Regions from separate parts of the Gossypium hirsutum genome. Here region 2 is linked to region 1. A link is a contact called in public Hi-C data. All regions are on one chromosome and are shown on one strand. Each heading gives the region's core, a stretch centred on a gene start, on an enhancer-like site or on the middle of the called end of the contact. The rest is flanking DNA. Distances are from core to core; before and after follow the strand shown.

What was found. Hi-C and Micro-C count contacts between places; a contact is called where the count stands out from the background.
Region 2: a Hi-C map of leaf shows a contact between it and region 1, with 2.8 times the contacts expected there. The contact joins the enhancer-like site here to the promoter of LOC107953117 in region 1. A contact is called at or near these places in 12 of 34 Hi-C or Micro-C datasets (fibers, leaf and an unstated tissue).

The regions. Positions count from the first base shown.
Region 1 is chrA07:22,472,435-22,476,104 of Gossypium_hirsutum_v2.1, forward strand. LOC107953117 (LOB domain-containing protein 1) reads left to right here and starts at 1,931. Exons shown (of 2, transcript XM_016888343.2): 1 at 1,931-2,287; 2 at 2,707-3,437. The coding sequence starts at 2,030. The coding sequence ends at 3,057.
Region 2 is chrA07:22,516,273-22,519,942 of Gossypium_hirsutum_v2.1, forward strand. No RefSeq gene overlaps it. Among protein-coding and RNA genes, the nearest start is that of LOC107953205, 12 kb to the right of the region's middle. Within about 2 kb of position 1,844, at least 2 of the 9 cell types and tissues checked have an H3K27ac peak or open chromatin away from gene starts, as enhancers often do. A contact at or near this core is called in leaf, where this site is marked.

The sequences.
Region 1 (3,670 bases), core at 681-3,180:
GAAGAATATCATCCTCTCTTTATGCTTTGTATTTGAAATGACAATCTTATATATAATTCTAATTTTGTTTATCACAAGAGGCTTGCCACATTGACAATAACTTCGAAACAAGTAGATCAATGTTCACTATGAGAAGCCTACAAATTGTTCATGGGTGACCCCATTCGCCTTCAAGGCATTCGCAAAGAATGGAGGCAACAATGAAAGAAAACCTGCCTCAAAGATGTACAATGGTAGGTGCAAGTGTCAAGACCCATCTATGCATGATCAACACGTAGGACTTTATCAAGTCCATTCAAGTCCAACTATTGCCTAATCGCTAGACCCATTAATCCAATTGTCACGTGGCTAGCAGGCTATTTTGCCCCTTTAAAGGGCATACCAAGAGAAGACCCAAACGTAGACATATTGGTGAGTAAACTTTCCAATAAATACTCCCTCTTTCACCATCAAGGCAAGACCATCTCCTTATGTCAAAACTTTGTTGGACCACCTACCATTAAATCCTTGCATGGCCAACTTCTTTCCTCCTTGTAGAGGCGAATCTGAAGGGAGGCAGGCAGAGGTTTTGGCCCTTCAAAATTGATTTTTTTTTCAATTTAGTCCTCTTATAAATAGAGAAATTATAAATTAATATATAATGAACTTGTACTTTGGCCCCCAAAATAAAACATTTTCAATTCAATCCTCTTATAAATAAAGAAACTATAAATTAATATATAGTAAAATTGTACTTTAACCTTCATAAAAAAGAAATAATTTATGTTTAGTCCCTTCAAAAATAATGAACTTATAAATTAATAGATAATAAATTTATATTTTAATTTATGAAAAAATATAAATAAAATTTTGAATTCGTCCCTCTCTATTTTTCCCTTCTTCCTTTTCAATTTTGCGTAAACACTAATTTTATTTTTTGGTTGAATTTGATAAAAACAATAAACATAAACTTAATAAAGATTTAAAAAAGAATAGTGATAATTGGAGTTGCACATCAATCGCAACAAAGATGATATGAAATCCATCATTATATAATAATAATTCATTTATGAAAATAATTTCACAAAAAGAAAAAGGAGTGCCATTCTCGTGGAGTGGGCAGGCCATTAGGTGGTAGACGGCATCTATGAGCAAGCCCATTTATGAATTAATTAAACTCAGTCACAGCAGTGACTTCATCTACGTGTTCTCTTGGCTAAGGCTGGGCCATCAAGAAGTAGTTATGTGTGGACCATTCCCCTTTCTTTTTTATTTTATTTTATTTGACATTGCACTTTCATTCTTTCTTTCTCTATTTTAGACTTTTCTTGCATTTTATTTATTTTCTAGTCCAAGAATTTTGGAGAGAGAGAGAAGTTCCTTCTAGAAAAACCACCTTACTCCTAAATGTTGGGCAGTTGAGTAAAATGAATGTATTCTGTTTATTTTCATTTAGTATTTCATCCCTAAAGCATCTAGTCAAAATGGCATTTAGAAGGAAAGAGGGTTACATATGTAAGAAAATTACATTTCTCCCAGGGAGATTTTTCTTTGTTTAGTTTAATCTTTCAAAAGAAATTCAAAATTTCAATTTTAGACTGCCTTTTAACTTAAAAACTTTTAAATTAAAATTTTTTAGAGAATATTATTTTCTAAAATTTTAAAATACAATCTTTCTAACACATGCTTTTTCCAAAGCAAGAAGAAAAGTCTTTTATTATTATGGGATAAAGAAAAAGAAAATGCAGTCATAATAAACCTAACGAAACGAATTGAATAAAATTCTCTTCCTTTATTATGTTTCCACTTGGGAATGGTTAAAAAAGTAAATATAGCCAAGCTGCAATCTAAAGGGAGAAGTTGATGTCACGTGTCACTGTAGATGATGTCATTGTGTTCCTTCAATCCTAGATCTTTAGTATAAAAAAAGGAGGAACCCCCCACCAATACCACCATTATCATCTTTATCGCATCCATTCCGTCTCCCTAAAACTAAGAAACAAAGAATCCATATCTGTCTATTTGGTCCTTTAGCCTAACCCCCCCCCCAATGCTTAAGATGGAATATACTAGTGAAGTAGCTGCTCAATCTCCTTCGCCTAAGTCTTCCAATTCATCTTCTTCTCCTCCTCCTCCTCCTCCTCCTCCTACATCCGTTGTTATTAGCCCTTGCGCCGCTTGCAAGATCTTAAGGCGCAGATGTGCTGATAAGTGCGTCTTGGCACCTTATTTCCCTCCCACTGAGCCTACCAAGTTTACCATTGCTCATCGTGTCTTTGGTGCTAGCAACATTATCAAGTTCTTGCAGGTATCCTTTTTCTTTTTCTCCATAATCACTCTCCCATTCACCCTAGAGTCTGATAGTGTGAAATGGTAAAACACTGTAGCTTCGGGTTAATGCGTTGACAATTGAGTTCAAAACAGATAATATATTTATGGAAAAGTCATTTGGTGGAACGATTTTTATTTTCTACAAGGGTGGGGCAGGGTTGAGACGGATAGTTAAACACAAATTGAGGTTTATTGACATAGTCAATGACATTGCATGTGGAAAGGACCCTACTTTCTGCATTAAAATGTTGGCACTTGCTCAATATGTCGCCAAATGTACTTATCCGTTTCCCATATATGCAAATGAGGGAATTGACTGTCCCGCATTAAGCAATTATTTGTGGTTGCTCAATAGTCAATTATGATCAGATATGCTAAAACGAGGGAAATTTTCAGGAACTCCCAGAGTCTCAAAGGGCTGATGCAGTAAGCAGCATCGTGTACGAGGCGAGTGCCAGAATCCGAGACCCGGTTTACGGTTGCGCCGGGGCCATTTGTCAACTGCAAAAGCAAGTTAATGAGCTCCAAGCACAACTAGCCAAAGCTCAAGCTGAAGTGGTGAACATGCAGTTGCAGCAAGCCAACCTGGTGGCTTTGCTTTGCATGGAGGTGGCACAGTCTCCTCAACAGAATCCCCACCAACCCATCGACGATTTCCTCAGCAACAGCCCACAAAGCTACCACAGCAACCCTAGTTTCTTGGATGACAACAACTTAGGTTCATCATGGGAGCCTCTTTGGACATGAAGCACTCAAGCTTTATAAGCATATGTTTAGAAATTTTATGAAAATGAAACTCTTCCAACTCAAAGCCAATGGCTCCAAAGAAGGAGAAGTTGAAGGAGATTAATAAAATTAACTTGGTAGTAGATGGAAGTTTAGGGTCTAATCACTTTGTTAAAATTAACTAGTAGTAGATTTGCTGTTGCTTCTGTTTTTGTTTTTTTTGTTTTTTTTTTGGGTACATTTGATAGTCCCGGGATGTTGGTATGAAGTAGATATGTCTTTTTCCTCCATGTAATTTCCTCCCATGTTTGGAGAGAAAGAGAAATATGTACTCCATTTTTTTTCTTCCTAAACTTTATATTTGTGTTCTGATTTTTGAAATTATAACAACTTTTAGGTCACCTACTATGATTACTTATAATTGATGTTTTGGTTTAGTTCTTTGTTAGATTAACTAGCTTTTGACCATCTCAGCAACTACTTCCTCTGATTTTGACTCGGGATTTAACAAGTAAATTAGTTTTTTTTTTATAAAAATATTGGGGGTAAGAGATGCAATAACTAGATTCGAATTTGCGTAAAATAAATGTTGGCAAGAGTTTTAATTTCAAGATAATAACTAAATTAGTTATTG
Region 2 (3,670 bases), core at 594-3,093, 44 kb after region 1:
ATATATGAGAAAATATATTTAAAATTTCTACATTCAATAGATTCACTATGACCAATTAATTTAATTTACATTTTCAAACTTCAATTAATTAATTAATTAATAATTCAAAAAACCATAAATTAATGTTTTAAGTAATTTCCATTTAGTGATAAAACTCAAATTCATTTCTAAATATTTTTTATTTTTATCTATTTTTATTCATGTGATTTAACATGTAATTTATTTCCGATTTCAATAAACTAACAGAAAGAGGTACTGATAGACATATGAGGTAACCAATTCATTTCTGGTTATGCTCTAGTTATTCTCTCTTTTCATCTCCCTATTGTTTTCTTTCTTATCTACCTTTTCTACTCATGTTATTAATCATCAATTTTTCAATACAAAATTGGAGAAAATTTGTTTGAATCTTGTACGGCTGCTTTTCCAACTATAAACACGTCATTTTTATATATAAAAAAAATAAATTAAACTAGAAAATTAGGAAAGAAATTCGTTGCGCGTTCTAATCACGATTGAACATCTTAATTCAGTTTGTTTATAACATATTCGTGAAGAAAATAGAGGTTTGATTTGAGAGAACATTATTTCTTGTTTCATGTTTGGACAATGCACAATGTCACGTGAAAATGTTTGATTAACTTTTTATGGGATTAGCGGTTGGAAATTTTATGTAATAAATATATAATTATTTGAGATAAAAATAAAATTTAGTGTTTGTTGAAATGATAAGGTTGGTATCTTACATGTGAATGTATTATTTTTAAATTATATGTAAAAAGATAAAAAAAATAAATTACTTTTAAATTAATATTTGTTGCTTTATAAATAAGTTAGTGCTGAATTGAAAGTGATACTAATCCAGTCAAAGTTTTAAATAATGGTATAAATGTTTATTTTATTAATATTAGATTATTGCACATCCACAATGTAGGTGAAAAAAATATAAAAAGAAATTATGTAAAGAACAAATGAAGTTTTGGTTTAACGGTAAAGTATAGATGTTGAAAATTAATGAGATGTAAGTTTAAATTTTATTTTTCTATGAAAAAGATATAAAATGATAAAAATACCTTTAAGTTAATACAATTTACTTTGTAAAATGATAGTATTTTTATCTTTTTCTAATTGAATTATTATTTGATTAATCCGTAACACCAACATAATAAAAAAATTTATAATAAATATAAATAATTTTTTTGATGTATTCTTCATTTATATTTTACAATACACATATTCATGAGTTCCAACCTACACTCCCGATAATATTAATTTCAAAGTTGGAAGTTTGGTCTCTCTCTTAAAATTGGAATTAATTAAATAAAGATATGAGTTGGTTTAGTATGGTAATTGAAAAACAGGTAAGATTGAGCCGTGAAACCTCAATAAAACGCGGTTTTGGAAGGATAAATGAAATGATGTGCTTCCCACGTGAAATCATAATCAACCAACATTACGTTTATGATTTGTCGGTTTTGATAGCCAAAAATTCGTCATCCTTTACCCAACATATCATTTCTTTTTGCTTATGCTTGCAACTGGAAAACAATTATGTTCCTTTTTGACCAAATTTTGTTTTAGCTTCATCATTTCTTGTATATGTATATAGGTTAGCTTCATCATTTTGTCCATATCTAAATTACAATAATAAAATGATCATTTTATTTAAATATTTATTTATATTTACATAAACCAAGATGAGCAAGAATAAAAGGACAAAGCAGGACTTAATTAACAAAAGTAAGGTAGTTGAAGGACTTCAATAAGATGGGGTTTAGAAAGATCAAAGTGAATCCAATAGTCTCCAAATACTATTATTATTATTATGACAATGACTTTCCGTTTTGTCATTCTATGTCCCCCATTCAAACCTTAGAAGAATATATGAAAAACAATGGCACGTTGGATCCCTTGTACTTGTAAGATTAGATTTTTGTGTGGAAATTTTTAACAACACCATGTGCATGCTTCCAATTGTCATGTTGATGACTTTCTTTTTTTAAATGTTAGATATTTATTTTTTGGGACATTTGGCACCTAATTTGGCTGATCATATATATATATATATTGGGGGAATTTATTACTTAAATTTTTATGTAGTATCGTATGAATAAATAATAAGATTCGGAAAAAAAACGTTTTTGGTTGTTTGTTACTGATTGAGTTTTTCAGTTTGATTGGTATGTGTATTGTTGTCAATATAAGAGGATGTGAATTCGAATGCATTGAAATGTATTATCCACCTATTTATGAGTTGGGGAGGGACTATGTGTAGTTTTAGGCATTATATCAAAAATGGTAAATATAATCAAAATCTATAATGAGATTTTTTTTAAAAAAAATCTATTTATTTATTTGCTTTGTTTCGCATTTTATTGTTATAAAATTTTATTTGTCAGTTGGTTTGGAATTAAGACATTAAAATAACAAGGTAAAGTCTAAACAACAAACATGTCAAGTGTGACTCGAACCCAATTCACACCTGAGACGGTAAACACCTTTAATCATCTTATAAAAAATCCATCTTACAAATCTATCTTATAAATTAAGGTATTTGGAGTTACTCGGAAATTAAATCAAAATTTATTTTTTTATATGAAAATAAATGTTGTATATTTAAAATAATGAAAATAATTTAAAAGTTCTTAAAAATTTATTATTTTTTAGAAATATCTATAAAAAAATTAAAATTTTGTCAAATAATATTCAAAAGTCATAAAATAAAACTCATTTTGTCAAAATAATTATATGAAAAAATCAAGAATTGAGTTGAAGTGAACCAAATCGAGAATAATTTAAAAAATTAAAAAAATTTCAACCAAACCAAACTGAACCGATATCACCTCTAACTATATACAAGTCAAAGCAACCCTGGCCTCTAATTTATTTTATTTTACTAAATAAAAAACTTTATATATATTTATAGCATAAATTTAAGTATATAAATAAAAGGGAAATTAACTCATGTTTTTGTTTTCACTTATTTATAAACTCTTCAATTTAATTGGTTTATCATAAAACATAAAGCAATTAGTGGTGATATCCTATACTATTATTATTTATATCTTCAAACTCTTAAATTAAAGAATAATTTGTATTTAAATATGTTCAAATTTCATTTATTTAACATTAACGATAGCTTTAATTGAATATGTCTAGAACCAATATAACAAATTCTGTATTCATTTATTTGTAAGTCATTCCTTGGTTCTTGTTTTCTGTTGATGATTTTTATTTTATTTTATGTTTTTGTAATATTTTCTAAACATGTTGTAATTTGATGGTTTTTTCTTCTGTTTTGATAGTTTATGTTATAGCATGATGAGATGTTTTTATTCTTATTTATGAAATAGCTAAGTTATACTTAAAAAACCCCGCAACAAAATTTAAAAATATGAATTTCTTGGTTTTTGTGCTTTTATTTATGAAGTAAATAAAACTTATAACTTCTTCCTACTTACATATATGTGTTTACATGGGTAAAAATTATTGGAAATTAAAGGTTTAAAAAATTAGAATTTATGTTTGAGGTGTGAATATTATTATTTTTAAAGATATTTTACGGATTTATGTATCTCCATTATTCAATAAGTATTTTTGCTAATCAGAATAGTAAACTAATTAAACACTCAATTGAGATTGTAGAAGAAAGCCTTTTCTAAAGAGAATA